Regions from separate parts of the Mus musculus genome. Here region 1 is linked to region 2. A link is a contact called in public Hi-C data. All regions are on one chromosome and are shown on one strand. The core of a region is the stretch at or near the end of the contact, and the rest is flanking DNA. Distances in the headings are between cores, read along the strand shown.

Region 1 (4,476 bases), core at 172-2,671, 530 kb after region 2:
ATCCATCTCAATACCTCCATTTTTTCTTTTAGTGTTTCTGTACTCCTAAGATACAATGTATAAGTCCTGAGATGGCACCAAAATGGATAGAGCCAACCACAGAATCAGTATCTTTTGTGACGCATACTGTGGGGGGTCCTGTATATAGGTGTAACAATTGAAAATTTCACAAAACCTCCAATTCTACATTGACAAAACAACATATTTTCATTAAAGGACACAGAAATTAGGGTGGAGCTGAGCTGTTAAGCATCCTCCGTGGCGATCATTGTCCATAGAACCAGAAGGTGCTGTGCAGAATGCTGGAGGAGAACCTTCACAGTCTTACTCAGCTTTGAAGCTTTTGTGCAATAGCATTAACCTACCAGCAAGATATGCCTACCGTGCAATTGGTGGTATGAGTGCTTTGCAGGCGGGGTTGGGGGAAAGGTCACTAACTGCCTTCTGATTGGATTTGAGGACCACTCCACAGGAGGGGACACATCCCTGCTACAGGAAACCCACCCAGACCCCTCTGGCTGGTGAGAGAAATTAACAAATCTAGCTCCAGCAGTGAAATGTTGGCTTTCACTGTGGCTTGGGGGGGGTTGGGGTCTATTTTGATCTTTCAAACTGAACCCTTAACTATAATGTCTGTTTTCATTGTGAAGAAATTACCACACTGGTACTACCATGAGAGTCTGGGCTGAAAGCTGCGAGTTTTGATCTTAGCTGCTTCCTACTTGCCTTACAATTCTGGTAAATTCCTTTCACTTACTGACTCTCCATTTCTCCACCTTCAAACAAGCCAATGATAAACTCTGACTCAGTCACTGCACACAGTTGTTATGAGAACCAGATGGGAAAACAGATGCGCACTATCCAAATGTGAGCTCTCTTTCCCCCCAGAGCTGTTTGAATAAAACACATTTGCCATGTGCACATTTGGCAGGCTCACATCCCAAATAGAGACCGTACTGAAGTTTGATGCCACAGACCTTTGGTTTACAATAAGAATCACAGTGCAGGGTGTTCTGTGGTTAAAATAACGCCACCCACACTGTCAAAGCCAAGACTTTCACACGGGTGCCAGTGAGCCCTATTCTGTAATCCAATAAGTCTTCTAGAGATGTTGACTATGGCTTTCTCCTGGCAACAGTTCTTAGCATTAGCAAGGAATGTGTTCTTTACTAACACACAGGTTTTGTTGGACTCAAAGGGCAGAAGAAAATCATAAAAGATACTCTTAGAAAACTTGTATCTTAGGAGATAATTTCAAGAGCAATTACAGATTTACAGGATGCTGTAGTTTTGATCTTCAAATAAGCCCACGTCACTATTCTTACAATTGGCCTTACTAAGCTTTTTATTTGGCCCTGTCCTATGCTGGCAGCTGATGCAATGCAGGGCAACTTGGTGAGAGCAGCCGTAGCAATCAATCACATATTGCTGTATTATTCCCTTCAATACAATGAACACTGTGGAAGGAATTTCCCTGAACACCATGTCTAGAACAGAAGACCAAGTCCAGATTGTACTTGATCATAGGACAAATCTTCAGAGTTGTAGGCAGCTGGCAACTTTGCAGAGTGGTGTTATGAGTAGGTCCTTTGGATTTCTCAACATCTACGGTTGTTTAAACATACAAAGAAAAGGAAATCCAAGATAGTCCTTGAAAAATCCGACTTCTTTAAAAATGTTCTGGCCTGATTTCATTCTTGGTACTTCATAGAGCACGCGTGAAGCCAGGCTAGATTTGTTCAGCTTCACGAGAAGCTCCAAGCAGGAGGTGCCACTCCTCAGTGTCCATGGTGACAGCCTTCTTATAGCCTTCCCAGGAAGAAAACATTCCTTTCAGTTTCCATCAGAGAGAGTCACGTTCCCTCCTATGTTAACAGATCTCCCCAAGCCTTCCGAAGTTAGCCAAAAGCTTTATCTTCAGCAACATTGGCAATTAGAATATGTTTTCTTCAGTGTCTAGGCTCTCTCCCTACCTACAAGTGCTAGATTCAGTTTCTTGAGCAAATTGTGTAGACACCATCGTTTTTTACACCATGGGTCTGCACATGAGACTGGGGTTCAAAGCCATCCCCAACAAATACTTAAGAAAACAGTAGCATGGTGCTTACCTAATATCTTCCAGAAAATTGAAAGCTATAGGATATTTCTCAAATTATTTCAAGATGCAAACGGTATTTTGATACAAAATTAGATGAAATATTATAAGAAAATAGGCCAATGCACCCCATGATCAAAGACATAAAAATTCTTCAGGTATACATCTCTACTTATTTAATGAGTTATTAAGAAATAAACAATGCAGTCTCTTATTATAAATATGGATTACCTACTATATTTTACTTAGAGTGGAAATAATCTTGTCCTGCTTCTAACACTGATATATTGCTTGCATCCATATCCTTGCTTACACGAATTTATAGGTTATCATCATTTATGAAGGCAAATGAAAAGAATTCCCAAAGAACATGCTGGCAAATCAAATTCAAATGTATAGAGTACATAATCTGCCATGACCAAATCATAATTCCCAAGCTAGTCCAGGAATGCTAAATATTAAGCAATCTAATACGGCATGTCAATGGATTGAGTAAGGAAGAGCTTAGAGAAGGCTTTCTGTAAAAGTCAACTGACAACTAAGTAAAAGCCCTTTGAAATCCAAGATTGTAAGGAAACTTCATTAAAATGGTAAAGAGCAGGAAGGAGAGAGAATGACAGGGAGAACATACAATCTTAAGGGCCAACATGACATTTTTCAAAATTACTGCCATGTGCTTGACATTTCTTTTTTCTAAGACCCTCAATACAATGAAAGTTTAATGCTTACCAAGGATGCCTGTGGCTCGTTCACACTCGCTCTTCATGCTAACCACCTCCTGGACTCAGGCCCCTTATGTGTCTCTAGTCTGCACCACACAGAGTGGCCTTGGGTTGTTGGGTCACTTGGTGCCACAGAGCTCAGACTGTATTTCACCTCCTATTTTGGCCAAAGAGTCAAGGCAAAAGTGTCTATGAGTCACACCACTGACAAGAGATAGGAAGAAAGCCAATGCAACCGAGAATGTGGTCTCCTTATACTTCATCAAATGAGAAAGCTTTTTGAAAAGACACCTCTTTAGTTTTACATTTAAAGAGCCATTTATCTCGTTAGCACAGTTTTTGTCTTATAATTCAAAGTATTTAATAATGACAACAATTTTGCAGTTTTCTTTTAAAAAATATTATTATACACATTTAAACACATGAACGCTTGATTATCTCTCTCACATTATGAACATTTTCCTCGGTAACAGATTTGTCTAAATAATCCTTTTATCACCCAAACATCAGGGCAGGACTGAACCAGGACTATGTTCTACTGTTGGCTTCTGTTTTGTTCCAATTCTCTTAAATACTGAATTGTAAAGGAATATATAGACCTACTCTCATCCACACAGCAAATTGAAAACCTTTTAGATGTCTTTCATAACACAGATCATTCTCTAATCTTGACAGGAATCATCAGCTATACAATCTTAAAGAGACAAACCAGAGACTTTTCATAGATAGTAGGATGAGCAAGCTAGGAATCAACATTGTCCATTAATCTGTTTTTCAAAATCAATCAATCAATCTATCTATCTATCTATCTATCTATCCTATCTATTTGTATGTATGTGTTTGTATGTGAGTTTGTATATGTGTATAAATGGACATGAATGTCTGTGTGTGTATGTGTGTGTGTGCGTGTGTGTGTGTGTGTGTGTGTGTGTGTGTGTGTGTGTGTGTGTGTGTGTGTGTGTATCATTAGTTTTTCGGTCTCTATGGAGACCAAAAGAACATGTCAGATCTCTGGGAACAAAATTTGAGAAAATTCTCATATTTAATTGTAATAAGTCAATCGATGGTATCTAACCAAATAAAAAATAAGGCAAAACAGTAAAATTATATAATTTGGAAAATGGAGTGTGATAGACTATTAGCAATAAAATCAGTAAGAGTTAATGATACTTGTCTCTGTGTAGATACATTTGGGAAGAGGCATGAGTAAGAAAGTAAATGCTGGGTTTCATTGTATCATTGTGGAACCTTTTGACTTTTAAATTGCCTGCTCTAAAAATAGTAACTTTAAAAAAGAAAGCCAGGTGCAAACAGAAGAGAGGGGGCTGCTTTATGCTTTGGCATAAGGAAAATAAAACTGACATTCTAAGAAACCTAATGGCTCTAACTCTACCGTGACAGAGGGGGATGTGTGGGCTGCATGGGCAATACCACAGGCATAAAGACTGGACTCTGGCTTCAGTTTAAACATCTGCACAGCTTTCCAAATACATACCTGGTTCACAGACCGTTATCTCCGTGGTATCCACTCCCTGAGCCAGCCAGGGAGGACATCATCTATCACTGAGGCACTTTTGGATCAGAGGACCAAATATTTGCAAGTAGAAAAGAATGATGGGAAAGATGAGATGGTGTAGGGATGGGGAGAGAATACAGTCA
Region 2 (4,697 bases), core at 134-2,633:
CTAATGGCTAACAGCTTCTGCCTCCTGAAGAAGCCTGGCTAACATTCTGTCTGCTGATGGGCTCATACTACTCATACCGGTTTAGAAAGCAAAGGCATTCTTTGTCTCTGTGAACTTCCCTTATCCTCATTTTTTATTAAGACAACGGTTCTTGTTTTTGCACCGGGGATAGTCAATCTAGAAGGTGCAGAAAAGCGTGTTAACATGACTTAAAAATATTCTTCTACAGTGAGTAGTTGGTAGCTTCTGCGGGGTTATACCCAAGGTGTTAACAGTGTCATGCTAAACATTAAACTTGTATGCATCAGTTTGTGCTCCTGATATAATTGGTGTCTTGCTAACTTCCTTTAAAAAGCATACTGTAGCTTGTGTTTGAGAGCAGGCATTCCGTCTACTAGTATTGGCAGAGTTGTGATGAGAGAGCATGGGTAGGGCCAGAGCTTTTCATTTGATTTCAGTCATGTGTGTTCTACCTGAGATGTTTCTAGCATCGCAATGCTGGTGTTGTTCTTGAGGACTGGGACTTTGACAAACTGGGGTTACTGCAAAGCTAGAGGCTAAGCTGACTGGTGATTTTCTGGAGGGCTCTGCTCTGCTCCTTTGGTCTCTCTGCCAACTTCAGAATGCTTCTCTTCCTTAAAATGCTTAGCGATAACCTGGAATTTGTTTAATTGCAGAGTGGAGTGATTTTGCCCCCCAGCACTTGGAGATAATTAGAACACGATGTAGATTGTGTGCTCTGTCTAATGTGTAATTACAGCTGGGCGGAGACAACGGATTTTGGAGAGCAGGCCTTTGTCACGTGGCGGATCTGATGTCTTGAAAACGTGGTTTTGAAAAGTCCCACTTAACTTGTTTACTATCATGAGCTTCCATAGGACCTCACATGTCCGCTGTGTGCTCTTTGAACACTGTGTGATTAAAGGTGACTACAGAGGCTCCTGGCGTTGAAGGAAAATGCTTTTTCTTTTTTTTTTCTTTTTTCTTTTTCTCTTTCTCTTTCTTTTTCTTTTTCTTTTTTGGAATGATGCCCTGTCTAGTTGGACCCCAATATCTTTATGATGTGATGGAGATGAGGCGAGTCGATAAGACAGGTATTGTCAGAGGCCATAAGATTTCAAAAATGAGCCTCTCAGGAGCAAAGACAGAACATCCATATTTTTTCCTTTCTCCCCATAAATCTGCTACCAGATGTGAGTATGCATTTCTAGAGGATCTTTGGGGTCCCCATGATCACATCTGCTTTCCATGAGGAGGACATTGGGAGTTTTCTTTTCACAAAGCCTGATCTAAATGAAAGGAAGTGCAAAACACTTCAGATTGATAACAGCGGGGCGGGATGATTGGTAAACCGTAAACCGTGGAATTTACTTTGGCATTTTGAAGGTGTTGTCATGCCAGCATGCACATCCAGACAGGATGGATCTCTGTACTTGGCCACTCAGTGCAGGCAGCCAAGGTGCCAAACTCTAGAGTATAGAAGGCAGACAGCTCCCTGAAGATTGTGTTCATAAAGTACCAGAAACACACACACACACACACACACACACACACACACATACATATACCCAAGAAAAACCCAAGAGGTTGGAGTTTCAAATAGCATATTTGGAATTCTGCTGAAATACATTAGAAACAATAATATCTCACGTGTATGAAGAGGTAGGCTGTAGACCCTTTGGGAGGGTTTGAAACATGGTAACATCTCTGTTTGGGTTGGACGAAGTCTGATCCACCCCAGATCAGAGACAGGCTGGGATCTCTTAGCTCTGTTTTGGCTGAGAACATCTGTGATTCTGGGAAATGTAATTTTCTCTAAAAATAATTTATTTCATTCTGGTAGGATTTCTTGGCGACTTCATCTACAGCATAACATGCCTAGAACTTTTTATATTTTTATATTTTATGTTCTGTTTGTTACCTTAAATAATCTCCTTAATTTTGTTTAAAGACTACAAGACTTAAAACAATTGACCTTTTACTTTTTTTAATGGCATTTGGGTTTTAAAATGAGGTCATCTGATTTACCGGGGCAGAATTTTCTAGCAAGCTGCATTTCCGTTTTTATACACAAGGGAGAGCTAAGGCCCTAGAAAATAGATGTAGGTTTCACCACATTCCATCTTTGGGTGGAAGGACTGAACTAATTAATGGCGTTAAGAGCTGTGAATTACTGGGCGGGGGTGGGGGGGTTGGGGGGAGGGAATATTTGACAGAAGTAAAGGAATTTTAATAACTTCCAACAGCTTTTATTTTATATGCACTGGCCAGATATCTATAACAGCCATTTAACCCCAGTATGTTCCCCTTTTGTTAGAATTCAGCAGGGTAAATTTAACAGAAGGAATAGTCCTCAGAGGGCTGGCAGAAATAAACAGTAAAGGTTGAGAGGCCGGACAGACTTGGGGCAAATGATTGCTTTTCTTCTTTCTTCTTTTCTCTTCTTTCTTTCTTTTTTTTTAAACAAACAAACAAACAAACAAAAAAACAAAAAAAAAAACAAAAAAACAAAACAACAAAAAAAAAAACCTCTTAATGGCTAGAATTTCTGGTCTTGAATTTTATTGTTAGAAATCAGGATTTAAGCTGGGCATAGTGGTGCACGCCTTTAATCCCAGCACTCGGGAGGCAGAGGCAGGCGGATTTCTGAGTTCGAGGCCAGCCTGGTCTACAAAGTGAGTTCCAGGACAGCCAGGGCTACATAGAGAAACCCTGTCTCGAAAAAAAAAAAAACAAGAAAGAAAGAAAGAAAGAAATCAGGATTTAGCTCTCAAATCAAACTCAGTCATCAAAAAGAACTGTGGAGAATTGCCCTGGCCTTACACATACAAAGAAGCAGCACGTTCATATTCTCTTGAGAAGAAGTTGGGGGGAGGGGGGAATTAATTTGTTTCTATGGGGAAAGAAAAAAAGTTTGGAGATGTCTTTTTTTTTTTTTTTTCCAAATCAAGATTTGGTGTTTAATCCTGTGTATTTATTTAGATATATATATATTTTTTTTAAAAAGCAATAAGGCAAGTTGACAGAAGATGAATGTTAGAGTCAGGCAGATGGCCAAGTTCGGTGCCAGCCTGGTCTATCTAGCAGGTTCCAAGCCAGTCAAGGCAATATAGAAAGACTCTGTCTCACAAAACAAAACAAAACAAAACAAAACAAAAAAAAACAAACAACCCAATAAATAGTCTTTATTGTTGGTAAGGGTTGGGGCATGCACTGTTTGGGGAGAATCAATCAGGGCACGGTGACTCCATTTTCTCTGGGTGGAATGAGAAAGCCACTACATAAGGCCACTTTCTCTGCAAGCTAAGGCTTAGTGGCAGAGAGCCCAAGCCTTGGGGTCAGCAGGGGGTCAACTCCGCCTCATGACCTGGTAGCCTTTGAACTTCTAGGAGCTTTCTTTGTTTTGTTTTGTAATTTAATTTAATTTTATTTTATAAAATGTTCCACAAGGAGGGAGTCTGTGTTTGAATGTATCTCACACAAGAACCAGGATCCTAAAATGGGAGAATAGACTTTTAAGAAAAAAAAAGACTCAACAGTTTCTGAGAAATCCCAAATGGGAAGTAGGAGAAGAAAATAGTTCTGTTGTGTGTCCTGAAGAGAAGGTTTGGGTTAACGGGGAGAAAGCTTAGGGTGGGGAGCTTAACCAGGAGGGCATGCCTACTTACTGACAATGTCACAGCTTCTGGCCACGGGCATCTTCCACTCAAGCCAACCGAAGTTCACCCAACAGTTAACTAGCTCTGGCTAGTTCTCACTGAGCAGCTTGCCAGCTTACCCTCACTCAGCCAATGATGATCTTGACTTCAGTTTTCACTTTAGCCCGTGCTTACAGAAAGAATGTAAGGGCTGGCAGCCATGGAGTGCGAGCCCAGGCCTGCTGCTACCCATGTGGTCTTTGAAAGGCTTTTCTCCAGTGTGAGGAGGGCAAGCAGTGTTGGCAGAAAAGGGCAGAAGAACCAGAACCTGCCTGTATTCCAGCCAGTTCTGGGACTTCTAGCCCACAGAACCATGCAAAATACACATGTACTGTTTGTGAGCCCTTGCTTGGGGTCTCCAAAGGCAAGCAGGGCCAGGACTGGGAAAGCCGCTGATTATAGGCACGGGCTTGTCATTCTGGGACCTGAGACTCCTGGGAGGTGCTGGCTGTCGGCCAGGACACAGGGAAGCCAGGGATGTGGCTTTAGTCCAAACCTGACACCCCAAGCATCAGGGTGGGAACATGTTGACAAAAGTCTTGGACCCCAGAGGCCTAAGAATCAGGAGTCTGGTACCCAGTAGCCAGCATCCACAAATTAAATGGCCAGAAAAGGAGAATCCCTCTTGCTTCCTGCCTCTTTTTCTTCCCTGGCCCCCAGGGGATTGGACCAAAAGTCACGTTGCTGGCTTTACTGATTAAAAAGGTTATCTTATTTCAGAAATACACAAACATTTTTGAATAGTGTATTCTCAGCCATGTGAGCATCCCTTAGAGTTGTCAAGTTGGCATGCCATCACATTAGTGAGGTGTCCTCACCCAGACCCCGCCACTGTCTCCCCTCGGCTGCCCCATCCCTAACCCTGGTACTTTGCATTGCAGTCCAAACTAAGATGTGGGTCATTTTCAGCTTTGATTTGAGGAACCTTTCATATCCACTGTCCAGAGGAAACCTCCAAAGTCACAGAAAGGTGTGCTTGCTTTACAGTTGACTGTGGTT

The links. Hi-C and Micro-C count contacts between places; a contact is called where the count stands out from the background.
Region 1: a contact with region 2 is called in a Hi-C map of cortical neurons, with 1.9 times the contacts expected there. A contact is called at or near these places in 2 of 484 Hi-C or Micro-C datasets (both in cortical neurons), 4 of 130 datasets of targeted methods (the NIH/3T3 cell line, craniofacial prominence, embryonic basal ganglia and 1 more) and 1 of 9 other capture datasets (pancreatic islet).

The regions. Positions count from the first base shown.
Region 1 is chr19:27,259,405-27,263,880 of GRCm38.p6, forward strand. Gm35438 (a long non-coding RNA gene) reads right to left here. Exons shown (of 8, transcript XR_003952921.1): 3 at 2,825-2,974. Among named protein-coding and RNA genes, the nearest start is that of Vldlr, 45 kb to the left of the region's middle.
Region 2 is chr19:26,729,923-26,734,619 of GRCm38.p6, forward strand. All of the region lies in intron 27 of Smarca2 (SWI/SNF related, matrix associated, actin dependent regulator of chromatin, subfamily a, member 2), which reads left to right. Among named protein-coding and RNA genes, the nearest start is that of Gm46648, 92 kb to the right of the region's middle.